Linked DNA regions of Sus scrofa: region 1 is linked to region 2. The links are chromatin contacts, called in public Hi-C maps. All regions are on one chromosome and are shown on one strand. The core of a region is the stretch at or near the end of the contact, and the rest is flanking DNA. Distances in the headings are between cores, read along the strand shown.

Evidence for each region. A called contact is a pair of places that touch in the nucleus more often than the background predicts.
Region 1: a contact with region 2 is called in a Hi-C map of liver, with 3 times the contacts expected there. The contact joins two enhancer-like sites. A contact is called at or near these places in 3 of 47 Hi-C or Micro-C datasets (liver and skeletal muscle) and 1 of 2 datasets of contacts at active chromatin or transcription factors (skeletal muscle).

The regions. Positions count from the first base shown.
Region 1 is chr18:14,435,139-14,441,172 of Sscrofa11.1, forward strand. All of the region lies in intron 1 of CALD1 (caldesmon), which reads right to left. Among named protein-coding and RNA genes, the nearest start is that of CALD1, 48 kb to the right of the region's middle. Within about 2 kb of position 4,048, at least 22 of the 83 cell types and tissues checked have an H3K27ac peak or open chromatin away from gene starts, as enhancers often do. A contact at or near this core is called in liver, where this site is marked.
Region 2 is chr18:14,323,271-14,328,794 of Sscrofa11.1, forward strand. All of the region lies in intron 3 of CALD1 (caldesmon), which reads right to left. Among named protein-coding and RNA genes, the nearest start is that of AGBL3, 61 kb to the left of the region's middle. Within about 2 kb of position 3,156, at least 14 of the 83 cell types and tissues checked have an H3K27ac peak or open chromatin away from gene starts, as enhancers often do. A contact at or near this core is called in liver, where this site is marked.

The DNA.
Region 1 (6,034 bases), core at 2,798-5,297, 110 kb after region 2:
CACAGATATTACAAAGCAAAGCACTTTCACATACATGTGTTAGACATTTACATGCTGATGGATATCAAGTTTAGTGAATCTGAGGGTGTCAAGATTCTAAGATCTGCAATTGTTCACTATGTGCATTGGTTTCAGCTAAAGCTTGGAAAAAACTTTTTTGACTACATTAGAGAAAAAGTGCAAATTGGATGGCAATTTTAACCATCCTTTTTCAGCAACTTGGGGTTTCAGACTGTCTCCAAACCAGATAACTGTCAATATTGCTTTTAAAAGTAAGGAAAGGAATGTGCATGCCCCAGAAGCTCTAAAAAAAAAAAGAAAGAGGAGTTCCCCTCGTGGCTCAGTGGTTAACGAATCCGACTAGGAACCATGAGGTCGCGGGTTCGGTCCCTGCCCTTGCTCAGTGGGTTAACGATCCGGCGTTGCCGTGAGCTGTGGTGTAGGTTGCAGACGCGGCTCGGATCCCGCGTTGCTGTGGCTCTGGCGTAGGCTGGTGGCTACAGCTCCGATTCAACCCCTAGCCTGGGAACCTCCATATGCCGCGGGAGCGGCCCAAGAGATAGCAACAACAACAATAACAAAAGACAAAAAAAAAAAAAAAAAAAAAAAAAAAAAAAATAAAAAAAAAAGAAAGAAAGAAAGAAAGAAAGAAACAGGAGTTCCCGTCGTGGCGCAGTGGTTGACGAATCCGACGAGGAACCATGAGGTTGCGGGTTCGATCCCTGCCCTTGCTCAGTGGGTTAACGATCCGGCGTTGCCCTGAGCTGTGGTGTAGGTTGCAGACGCGGCTCGGATCCCGCGTTGCTGTGGCTCTGGCGTAGGCCGGTGGCTACAGCTCCGATTCGACCCCTAGCCTGGGAATCTCCATATGCCGCGGGAGCGGCCCAAGGGGTGGCAACGATAACAACAACAACAACAACAACAACAACAAAAAAAAAGACAAAAGACAAAAAAAAAAAAAAGAAACAAAGAAACAAAGAAACAAAGAAAGGAAGGAAGGAAAAACAGGAAAGGCTGAAACTGGGTTGGGTCAGCCCCAGAAAAAGGAGTCAGCTGAAGCTGTCAGGCACAGGATATTTTTTGGAAACTTCACATTCTTTGCACGTTGAATCTAGAGAGTTTCCTTTATGAAACTTACATGTTCCAAGAAAACCAACCCGCAAAAGTCTTCATATTTCAAAGAAAAAAAAAAAGAAAAGAAAACCATGTCTAAGGATACTTTACTACCTGAAGTGCCTTTCTATTTAAGATCTCATGGCTCCCTACCTGGGTGTTACAGAGAAGAAAAAAGGCTATTCTCAGTTTATAATTAGGAAGCCTGAGGCGCAAGGGGTCTGTTCAAGGTTACACACGTTATCAGCTGTAGAAATGAAGCAGGAACTGGGGCCATTTTTCTGTGAGACCACCCACCTGGAATCTGAGGTACCCACACAATACAAGAGCCAAGATATCAAAAACTTAAACCTCATTGCAAATACTCTCAGGAAAAAGAATTAGCAAACTAGAAGATATTCCCAGTGGAAAGAGCAATTGTTTTATTTTAACAGCATATCTAACAGCAGAAATATGAAAAGGCATGAAAGTTTAAAAAAAAAAAAGCTCAGGAGTTCCTGCTGCAGCTCAGTGGTAACAAATCCAACTAGTATCCATGAGGATGCAGGTTCGATTCCTGGCTGGCTCAGTGTGTTGAGGCTCTGGCATTGCCGTGAGCTGTGGTGTAGGTCACAGATGTGGCTCAGATCTGGCGTTGCTGTGTGGTGTAGGCTGGCAGCTGTAGCTCTGATTCGACCCCTAGCCTAGGAATTTCCATATGCCACAGGTGCAACCCTAAAAAAAAAAAAAAAAAAAAATCAAACTTCTAGATTTCCCATTTCCTATTTACTCAAACACAGGTGGGTCAGCAGTTCCAGGGTGGCTGAGATAATCATTCTAGCCAAGCTGGACGCACTGGAGAGTCCTTGGCTAGATATTTCCATTGCATCACTGCTATAACTATATGCTTATCATGCAGAGTGTGTTTGAAGTCTTTTGATTTTTCCTTTGGTTATCATCAATCTTTCAAAAAAAGATCTAAGCAAGAGAGACATAAGGACATCAGGGCTAAAGCTTGTGGCTACCCAAGGGCAACAGGACATTTCCAACTGAATACATCTGAATGGGAAAAGAAATAAAAACTAGAAGGAGTGGGGCAGGGGAGATGGAAGGAGGCTAGGAGTGGGAGGAGAAAGGAAGAATGGAGGGAAGGAGGGAGAGAACTTTTAACAGAACCCTTATTTTCTTCCATAAAGTATCTTCTCTCACTGTTTTTCCCTCATTTATTAATTTTTAGGTTACTTTAAAAAAGGAGAGAAAATTATGATCAAAATCCTTAAATTAAGTAAGTGAATAAGTAAAAGGATGAGAACAGCTTTTTCTAGCTGACACAGTGCTATACTGTCAAGTATTCCAGACATCTAAAGCTTGGTTTCCAGCAATTTGCAAGAGGAAAATGTTCTGCCTTTCTCATTTCAGTGTTGAGAAGGAGCTTCCTTGCATGATCCTGATTGATAACTTCAGCAATTTTTCAAAATGAACTGTAAGTTATGGGTGAGTGAATCATAAAAAGAACTACATTTGAAAGAGACCTAAGTCAACATTTATTCTTTTTTGCCTCAAAGTTTATTTCTACATATGTTAAGCCTAGGGCAGGCATTGCTAGGCTTTTGGTATATATTGCTTTAGAGGCTAAAAAATTCCAAATTACTGAAGTCATAATGAAGGCAATGCACAGTTGCTTTGGCTAAAATTTTCTTTTTTTCTTCAGGCCAAATATTTTCAACACTAAGTATATACACATACACATATTGGAAACGTGTCCTGTAAGATTCCAGACACATTCATAGATGATGTCTAATAATCGTTCTAGGTATGGCTGCTTCTGTAGGATAGAGACTGTTCTAGACTCTGGACAGAGGTGCTGAATTAGTGGACAGTCCAATAGGGATTCATTTGAGACCCTTTAGATGGTGGTAGTTGTTGTATATAACATTTGATGATGGTGGTGGTGGGTGTGTGGGTGTGTGTGTGTGTGTGTTTTCAAATATGTAGGAAATGTGTCCTGCATGTATTATGGCAGACAAATATGGCCTCCCAGAGACGTAGTCAAGACTATATGGGAACAAAAGGACGAAGAGGCAGTCAAGTGGTGAGATAAGACTCCGAGTAGAGGAAAGAGAAGTGAGGAGGGGATAAGGGAAAATAGAAAAATATTTCTGACAAAAATACAAAAAGCTTCCTGGGGTAGAAATAAAAAGAAGACTCAATATAAATTGTGTTTTGTTTGTTTGTTTAAGATCCAGAAACTGAGGGAGTTGTTGCTAGGTGAGGATCTATGGGAGGCAGAAAACTAGCATAGGTAGAGTAAATGCCCATCCCAAATTGCCAATGATAGTCTCCATTTAGAACTCTGATTTTTGGGAAATTATTAATAGCTCCTCCTTTCCCTCTCAAAAGTGTCCTGGTTTATATAAATGTTATAACCACCCTCTCTATGGACCTCCTCTGGCCAAAGACAGAGAGTAGCCATAAGCAGGATGGAAGCTGGGAAATGGACACCAAGAAGAGCTTTAAGGAAGGGGGTAAAAGGAAACAATAGCTAAAGAAAAAAGGATACAAGGTATAATGTGTGAACAATTTGTAACTAATTATGCCAAACAGGGATCAAGTAAGGAAGGCCATTTAGAGGAAAAAGTGTCTAAAAATGTAAGGATGGATGGAGAAGCAATAGAAGAAACCAAAGACAAGAGACAAATGAATCAGAGCACAAAAATGTGTAGGCTCCTAATATTTTCCCCTGTATTTGGGAATTAGTGGTTATGATCAGCATGTATAAAAATGACTGAAAGTGACCATCCTGGCTTTCCACCCAGGGTAGGCATGCAGAAAGTCCCATCTGCTGTTGCCTCCCAGCCTGCTGCTCCAAAGCTGCTCACCCCCTCCTCCTAGCACTCTGCCTCTCAGCCTTGCAGGCTGCCTCAACCAGAGGCTTCCCACCAAGCCCCTCCCCCACTTCTGATGGCCGCATACCAGACTGTCTGCCACTGTGGTTTCACAGGCTTCCACAGATAGGCCACAGTATGTGAAGCTGCACTTCAATGCGTCATTTCAGAGACCTCTTTTGACTTTTTCCTGGATCAGAATTTTGTATTGCGAAAGGCAGAAAGTAAATGTCAAAGGCAAGTTCAAAAGGTCAAGTGATTTCTAGCTAAGCATTCCCTACACCCAGAGAGAAGATGGAATACCACCAGCAAGAGGATCGTTGGCACTTAGAGTTTCAGAAAAGACGTCTTTCGGATTTCTACCACTATTTGGAATGGGGGCATATTATAGGTTGAATTGTGGCTCCCTCAAAATCCTTATGTTGAATTCTTAATCCCCAGTATCTCAGAATATGACCTTTTTTTTGGAGATAAGGTCTTTTCAGAGGTAATCAACTTCTAGTGAGGTCATCAGGGCAAGCTCTAATCTGGCTGGTATCTTTATAAAAAGAAGAAAGTTGGATACAGACACGCATTCAGAGAGAATGCTCTATGAACATGAAGATGGCCATCTATAAACCAAGGGAAGAGAGGCCTGAAACAGATCCTTCCCTACAGCCCTCAGAAGGAACTAACCCTGCTGACACCTTAATGTTGGACTTCCAGCCTCACAGTTGTGAGACAATAGGTTTCTGTTGTTAAGCCACCTAGTTTGTGGTACTTTGTTATAGCAGTTGTAAGAAACTAATACCCTAGATGCAGTCTGGTCAAAGACGGGAGTGAGGAGCTGACCAGACTTATTAGAGATTTTTTTTCATTTCCCTACGAAGACGAAGTGATGCTTCTTTGCTTTCTCTGAAATAGTAAGCACTCCCTATGGCAAGATGATACTGGGTGATCCTGAGGGAATAATTTCAATTGCTTATGTCTGTTTTTCCCTCCATGGAGTTGATTATGGGGCCTGTGGTCTAAAACCCCCGCTATGACTGATTGTTAAGGCAAAGGGAGTTTGGGACAGGAAGATCGGCCTTAAATTGTGAAGCCTTATTAATAAATACACCAAGAACAGCTGTCACGGCAAGTAGACCCTAACTTCTTCAGTCAATCATTGCAGTGGAGGACTTCCCACTTGCTCCTCACAGAATTAGCTCTGTCTTGGCTTTGTGAATATCTAAATTTGACTTCATCAAACCCCAAAGCAGCTGGACATACTCAGACAAAGAGTTGAATCCTTCAGTACATAACTCCAGAAGAGCTCTGCTTGAGTTAGAGAAAAGGGTATAACCTATTTGTTAAACTATCTTGGCTACCAGAAAAGGAAAAGACAAAAATATTTCTGCAGGTTTCTTTTCTTTTAAACTGCGATAGGCCTAGATTCTCCTCCCGTTGAACTCTTCCTTGAACAACCTCTCAAGTCAGAAGTGAAAGCAGTGGTATTTGGCCCTGCTTCCTTATATGGCGGGGAAAGACAATGCGCTTGTCTATTTGAACTGCAGTGTGGCTCTCTGACAAATTATAATGATTGGTTATGGAAACCTCCTGCTCTGGTTTCCATCGCTCTCCCGAGGCAAGACGCAGAACAGACAGCTGTAGGAATGGGAAAGGGTTGGAGTCAGGGAGCTGTGTTGAATCTAGCTCTGCCATTTGCCAATTGTGTGACTTTGGGCAACTTATTTATTTTACTGCCCTGGGGTTGTTATCTTCAACTAGAACAGTGCCTGTTCACGTTGCAAATATGCCAGCAAAGCAGCTGAACCACTTAGCTTACCTTCCCAACCATCTCTAACGTAAAGGGCTCAGGATAACTATCGGTCCATTTCTATTTGCTCTCCCTCCCAAGTTCAGTCCTTGATAGGTCTCAATCTTCTCCCCTTTCTCATTCTCTCCTTTTCTCCCTCTCTCACTCCCAATCTAAAACATTAAGAACCTACAAAACAACCCAGCTTTGGTAATAAAACCCTTTTGCCATCCTAGATAAAGATTATTTGGAATGCTAAAGGCAGCACAGTTCCAATGAT
Region 2 (5,524 bases), core at 1,906-4,405:
GAGCAGGCCTGGCGATGGGGAGCTCTTAACCCATAACCTCAGCCTCCTTTCGGGATGGAGACCTCCTATCACTCCCAGTTCCCATCTTTTCCCCATCGTGGAAGATCTGTGTCAAGATGATAGTCTTAAAAGCTCAGCTAGGCTTTAAGAGAGAAAACAATTCTTAGAGTCTGTTCTACGGAATTGGAACTGTAAAAAGAAAAAAAAGGAAAAAAAAAAAAAAAAACTAGTTCTGGAGCCAGCCAAACCAACGCGGTACCTGCCAAACCACACCTATCCTCCACAATCAGCAAAAATATCATCCACCGCCTGACTCCTCTTACCTCACTAATAGGAGCTTGTTCATTCCCTTATTAGGACACTGGCAGTGGCAAGGGAGGCTGCTCGAGTCTGAGGGCCTGGAGTGGCTTCTACATGTGCAGTTCATCAAAAATGAGCAGAGGGGAGCCGGCGCCCGGGGCGGGGGGGCGGGAGGGGGGGGACTGGAAAAATGAAGTCCTCGCTCCCTGTATGGGAGGAGGATCCGTCTTGGTAGACCACAATTATGGTTTGGGATTAAAAAAAATTTTTTTTAAAGGCTAAACCAAAAAAACACAATCCTAATATTTTTTTTAAATGCATTTTTTGGGGGGGAGAAGTGTGTTTTTGAAACTTAGAAATGCAGTCAAAGAAATTATAAGTTGAATGCTTCCAGGGAGTTGAATATGTACAGTCAGTGAGCCCTGGTCTTCGCCTCAAGAAGAGCTGGGCTTAGATGGTCTGTCCCAGGTCTAGAGCATATATGTAAATTGAGAGATAGCATTTGCTTTTTTTTTTTCTTAACCTAAAGCAAAGTAAAAGCCCTGTTCCCCCTTCTGACTTTCTGCTTCTCGCCTGTCTACAGAGGTCCCCCTCCATCCTCTGACCCTTTCCTAGCTTACCACTTTCTTCCTTTTCTCACAAAGTACCCCCACCTAAGCAGGCTTTTTTCTAGGATAATGGTACAATGTGGAGCAGCTTCCAAGCCAAAACGAGATGCCGCCCTCTTATGATCTGTGTCAGCAGGGCTGTTCTCTTAATCCCATCCTGTTTAGTGGCTAAACTGTGTGCAGAGCCAGCTGGGGAATTTAGATGCATCTAAACAATAACGAATCACAGTTCTAACTTTCTGGAGTTTAAAAAACACTTCCACCTTGGACATGCTCTAATTTGATCTTTAGAATGCCAGTGAGGCAGACACTTTTTTTTCCCCCTTTTTTCTTTTTAGGGCCACACCCTCGGCATATGGAGGTTCCCAGGCCAGTGGTCGAATCAGAGCTGCAGCTGCTGGCCTACACCACAGCCACAGCAATGCGGGATCTGAGCCACATCTGTGACCTACACCACAGCTCACCGCAGTGCCGGATCCTCACCCACTGAGCGAGGCCAGGGATCGAACTTGCATCCTCATGGATGCTAGTCAGATGCATTTCCTCTGAGCTACGATGGGAACTCCTGAGGCAGACACTTCTATCATTCCTGTTTCACAGCTGAGGAAATAGGCTCAGAGGAGCTTAGTGACTTATTTACATTCAGAGTCAGGCCATTATTATAATTTTGGACTTTTCTGACTAATGCTCTCTTCTATCTCAGAGATGCCACAGAATTGTGGTATTCTGCTCAGAGGCGGAGCTCTGAAGCCTATCAGGGAGAATTTAAGTCCTCAAGTTCCCCCCCAGGGACCTCTAAACAAAAGGTGTTCAGGCCCTTGAGAGACCAGGAGGCCCCAGGGATCACCTTGCCCTCTGGGGGTGAGCTGCTAACAACTAACTCCGCTAAATTTAAAGTTGTGAATTTAATACTTCTAAGGCTAATAAGCCAAAAAACAATAGCTCTTGTCCATTTGAAATACTAAAACTGGTGATAAAAAAAGGAATGTACGAGACTAGCCAATCGACTTTGAATGAATGAGGCAAACATACAAATTGCTTTTTTTTTTAAAAAAGAGGAAGCTTAGTTAATGGTGATAACGCCCACTCGTGCAGTACATGCATACCTCAGAGATACCTCAGTTCAGTTGCAGACCACCGCAACGAGGCAAATGCACAATAAAGTGAGTCACACAAATTCTGTGGTTTCCCAGGGCACGTAAAAGTTATGTTTACACTATATTATAGTCTGTTAAGTGTGCAAAAGCATTATGTCTAAAAATTACTTATATATATTTTAATTAAAACACCTTATTGCTAAAAAAGCCAAAAATGGTAATGGTAACGTCAAAGATCACCAATCACAGGTCACCATCGCGGATACAGCGGGAATGAACAAGTCTGAAACAGAGCGAGATTTACCGAAATCGGACACAGAGACATGAAGTGAGCAAATGCTGTTGATTACATGGCACCAATAGACTTGCTCAACATGATGTTGCCATAAACCTTCAATTTGTAAAAAAAAAAACCCACAGTATCTGTGAAGCTCAATGAAACAAAGGCGAATAAAATGAGGTCTGCTTGGACTTCCCGAGTGTCAGGCAATGGGCAGGATGCATCTCATCTAATCCTTCCAATCGCGTTGGACAGACAGGATGGTTCCTATTTTACAGTCTAGATGAACAAACTTGGCACCGAGACGTCTCCTCACTTGCCCAGAACTATATACATAGGATTTGTGCTTGCCTCTGGCTGACCCCAAAGTCTGGGCTGTTGACACGACGATGACACAGCACATCCCTTTCTTTCCAGGTCTCACTCCTCTGACTTTGACAGGGCTGGATTCAGAAGTTAAGATGTGGAGAAGTTCAGAATTATTCAGTTGACTTTCTTTTAATCGGCATAAGAAAGTCGTGTGATATGAATAACAATGACATGAGAGGAGCTGCTAGTTGGCGAGAAGTCCAGGTCTCCCACTATGAGGGGGATGTTACACTCACTGTCTCTTCGTAGGGCCCTTTGGGCAACAGGTAGTCCCTTAGGCTGGTTATTTAAGACGAAGAGTCATGAAAGATCAAAGACCCTCACCAGACAACTGCCCTCACCCCTCTCCAGCCCTGCTCCACCAGGAGCAGAAGCTTGCTCATCAAGCAGGATCTGATGTCATATTACAATTGCTGCCAGATTCTCCCACTCAAAGACCAAAGGTTAGAGCTGTGAGAGCACAGGCAGGGAATAACATCCGTTAAGCGTTAAGCTGGAGAAAGCAAGGGAGCCACCAGGAGCAAGCTGGGAGCCAGAAGCCCCGTGACACACACCCAGGCAGGGAGGAGGTAGGCCCGTGAGTCAACGTCTCTGGCCTCATTGTCCTCGTCTGTAAAATGGGGGTATTAATACTTTACTCGTAGTGATGTAGAAGAATTAAATAAACTCATTTTTGTAGGACAGTGCTTGGCACATAAGAAGTGCTATGTGCCTGTCGGCCAGTTTTGTTATTGTATTATTATGCTCTTCTCTTCCTCCACGTCTTCATTTTCATACGTGAAATATGTTCTGTGCTTAAATATCTTTCAAGTTTTGCTGCTATTTCCAAACATGAAGGAGAGAACTTGGCAGAAAGATTTTTCTAACTCAAGGATCTTAAACTCCTTTTCCTTGAGAATATTAACACCAGAGAAGGCTGAGAAATACAGAACAAATGTAGGGGAACATTCGTATCTTTTGTTGGTATTCTTTTATTCCTCCTCTTTTGACTACCTTGTCTCTGTCTTTGTTTTTGGGGGGCACTGGAATGTGAAGAGGAAGACCAGTGGCTGAAAATGTGCAATAAATGGAATGCCTTTTACCTCTCATTTTCTCCGTCACTTGTAATCCATGTCACTTCTCATTAAAACGTAGATGGGAATTTATCACCAGAGAGCTTTATCTTTCCATGCCAGAAAACGCCTGTGTCCTAGTGCAAGAGGCTAATCCCCTTTTCTATTCTTCTTTGGGGCTGGCTTAACACCGAAACTTAGTACAGAACTGATGGTTCAGAGTGCTTACACATAGAGGTTGGTTCTCGGTGTCGCTGGAATGGCTTTAGACAGATAACCTGCCACTACCCCAATATCCTTCAGCCAGCTGGCATTTTAATTGTCATAGAAAAGTATCCCACTTATTGCTTATGAATTAAACTATGAAATGCCATGTTAAAGTATTTTAAATCCTTCAGTACTTGCAATGGGTTGAATAGTGACCTCTAAAAATGATAGGTGGGTTAATAACAAATGCTGGAGAGGGTGTGGAGAAAAGAGAACCCTCTTATATTGTTGGTGGGAATGTAAATTGGTACAGCCTATATAGAAAATGGTATGGAGGAACCTCAAAAAAATAAAAATAGCACTACTATGTGATCTAGCAATCCCACTCCTGGGCATCTCTCTGGAGAAAATCATAATTCAAAAAGATACATGCATCTGAATGCTCACTGCAGCACTATTTACAATAGCCAAGGAGTGGAAGCAACCTAAATGTCCATTGACAGAGGATTTGAAAAAGATGCGGTACATACATAAAATGGAATATTACTCAGCCATAAAAAAGAATGAAATAATGCCATCTGCAGAAACATGGATGAGCCTAGGGATTGTCCTCCCAAGTTAAGTTAGTCAGACAGTGAAAGACAAACATCATATGATATCACTTATATGTGGAATCTGAAAAAATTATACAGGTGAACTTATCTGCAGAACAGAAACAGACTAACAGACTTTGAAAACAAATTTATGGTTACCAAAGGGGACAGATTGGAGGCAGGGAAGGAGGGACTGGGGGTTTGGGACTGGCATATGCGCACTGAGGTATATGGAATGACTAACTGATGGGGGCCTGCTGTATAGCACAGGGAATTTCACCCAATATTCTTTGATAATCTGTATGGGAAAAGAATCTGAAAAAGAATGGATGCGTGTGTATGTATAACTGAGTCCCTTTGTTCTATAGCAGGAATTATCACAGCACTGCAAATCAATTAATCTTCAATAAAACTGACAGTGGAAAAAATGCTGATTTTGAATATATAAAAATTTAAAAAAAAATGATAGGTTGGTTGATGACCTAACCCCTGGTACCTCAGAAGGTGATCTTACTTGGAAATAAGACCTTTACAGGGGTAATCAAGTTCTGGTGGATCATTAGGGTGGGCCTTCATCCAATAAGACTGGTGTCCTTATAAAAAGGGGGAAATGTGGATAGAAACAGCCATGCGTGGGAGGTAGACTATGTGCAGAAACACAGAGAGAATGTCATGTGAAGGCAGAGGACTGGAGTGATGGATCTACATGCCAAGAACAGTCAGAGATTGCCAGCAAACCAAGAGACACTAGGGGAGAGTGTCTTTTTTTTTGGCAATTTCTAGCACTTCTACTGTATATTTAGGCAGGTGGTTCATTACATTAAACTCTCAGCCTCTGATATACTAAGATGCCTTTCATTGTAACGTCTAATTCTATCCTCTCAAACACTCAGCTTCTACCTTTGCTGTGTTCCTTTGCTCCCCTGGTACCTGTGGATCTTGGCTTGAGATTTACCTGTAGCTCTAGGTGGGTTCATAAAACTAGCCTTCTTTAGATACTGGGTGGAGGGAATGTTAT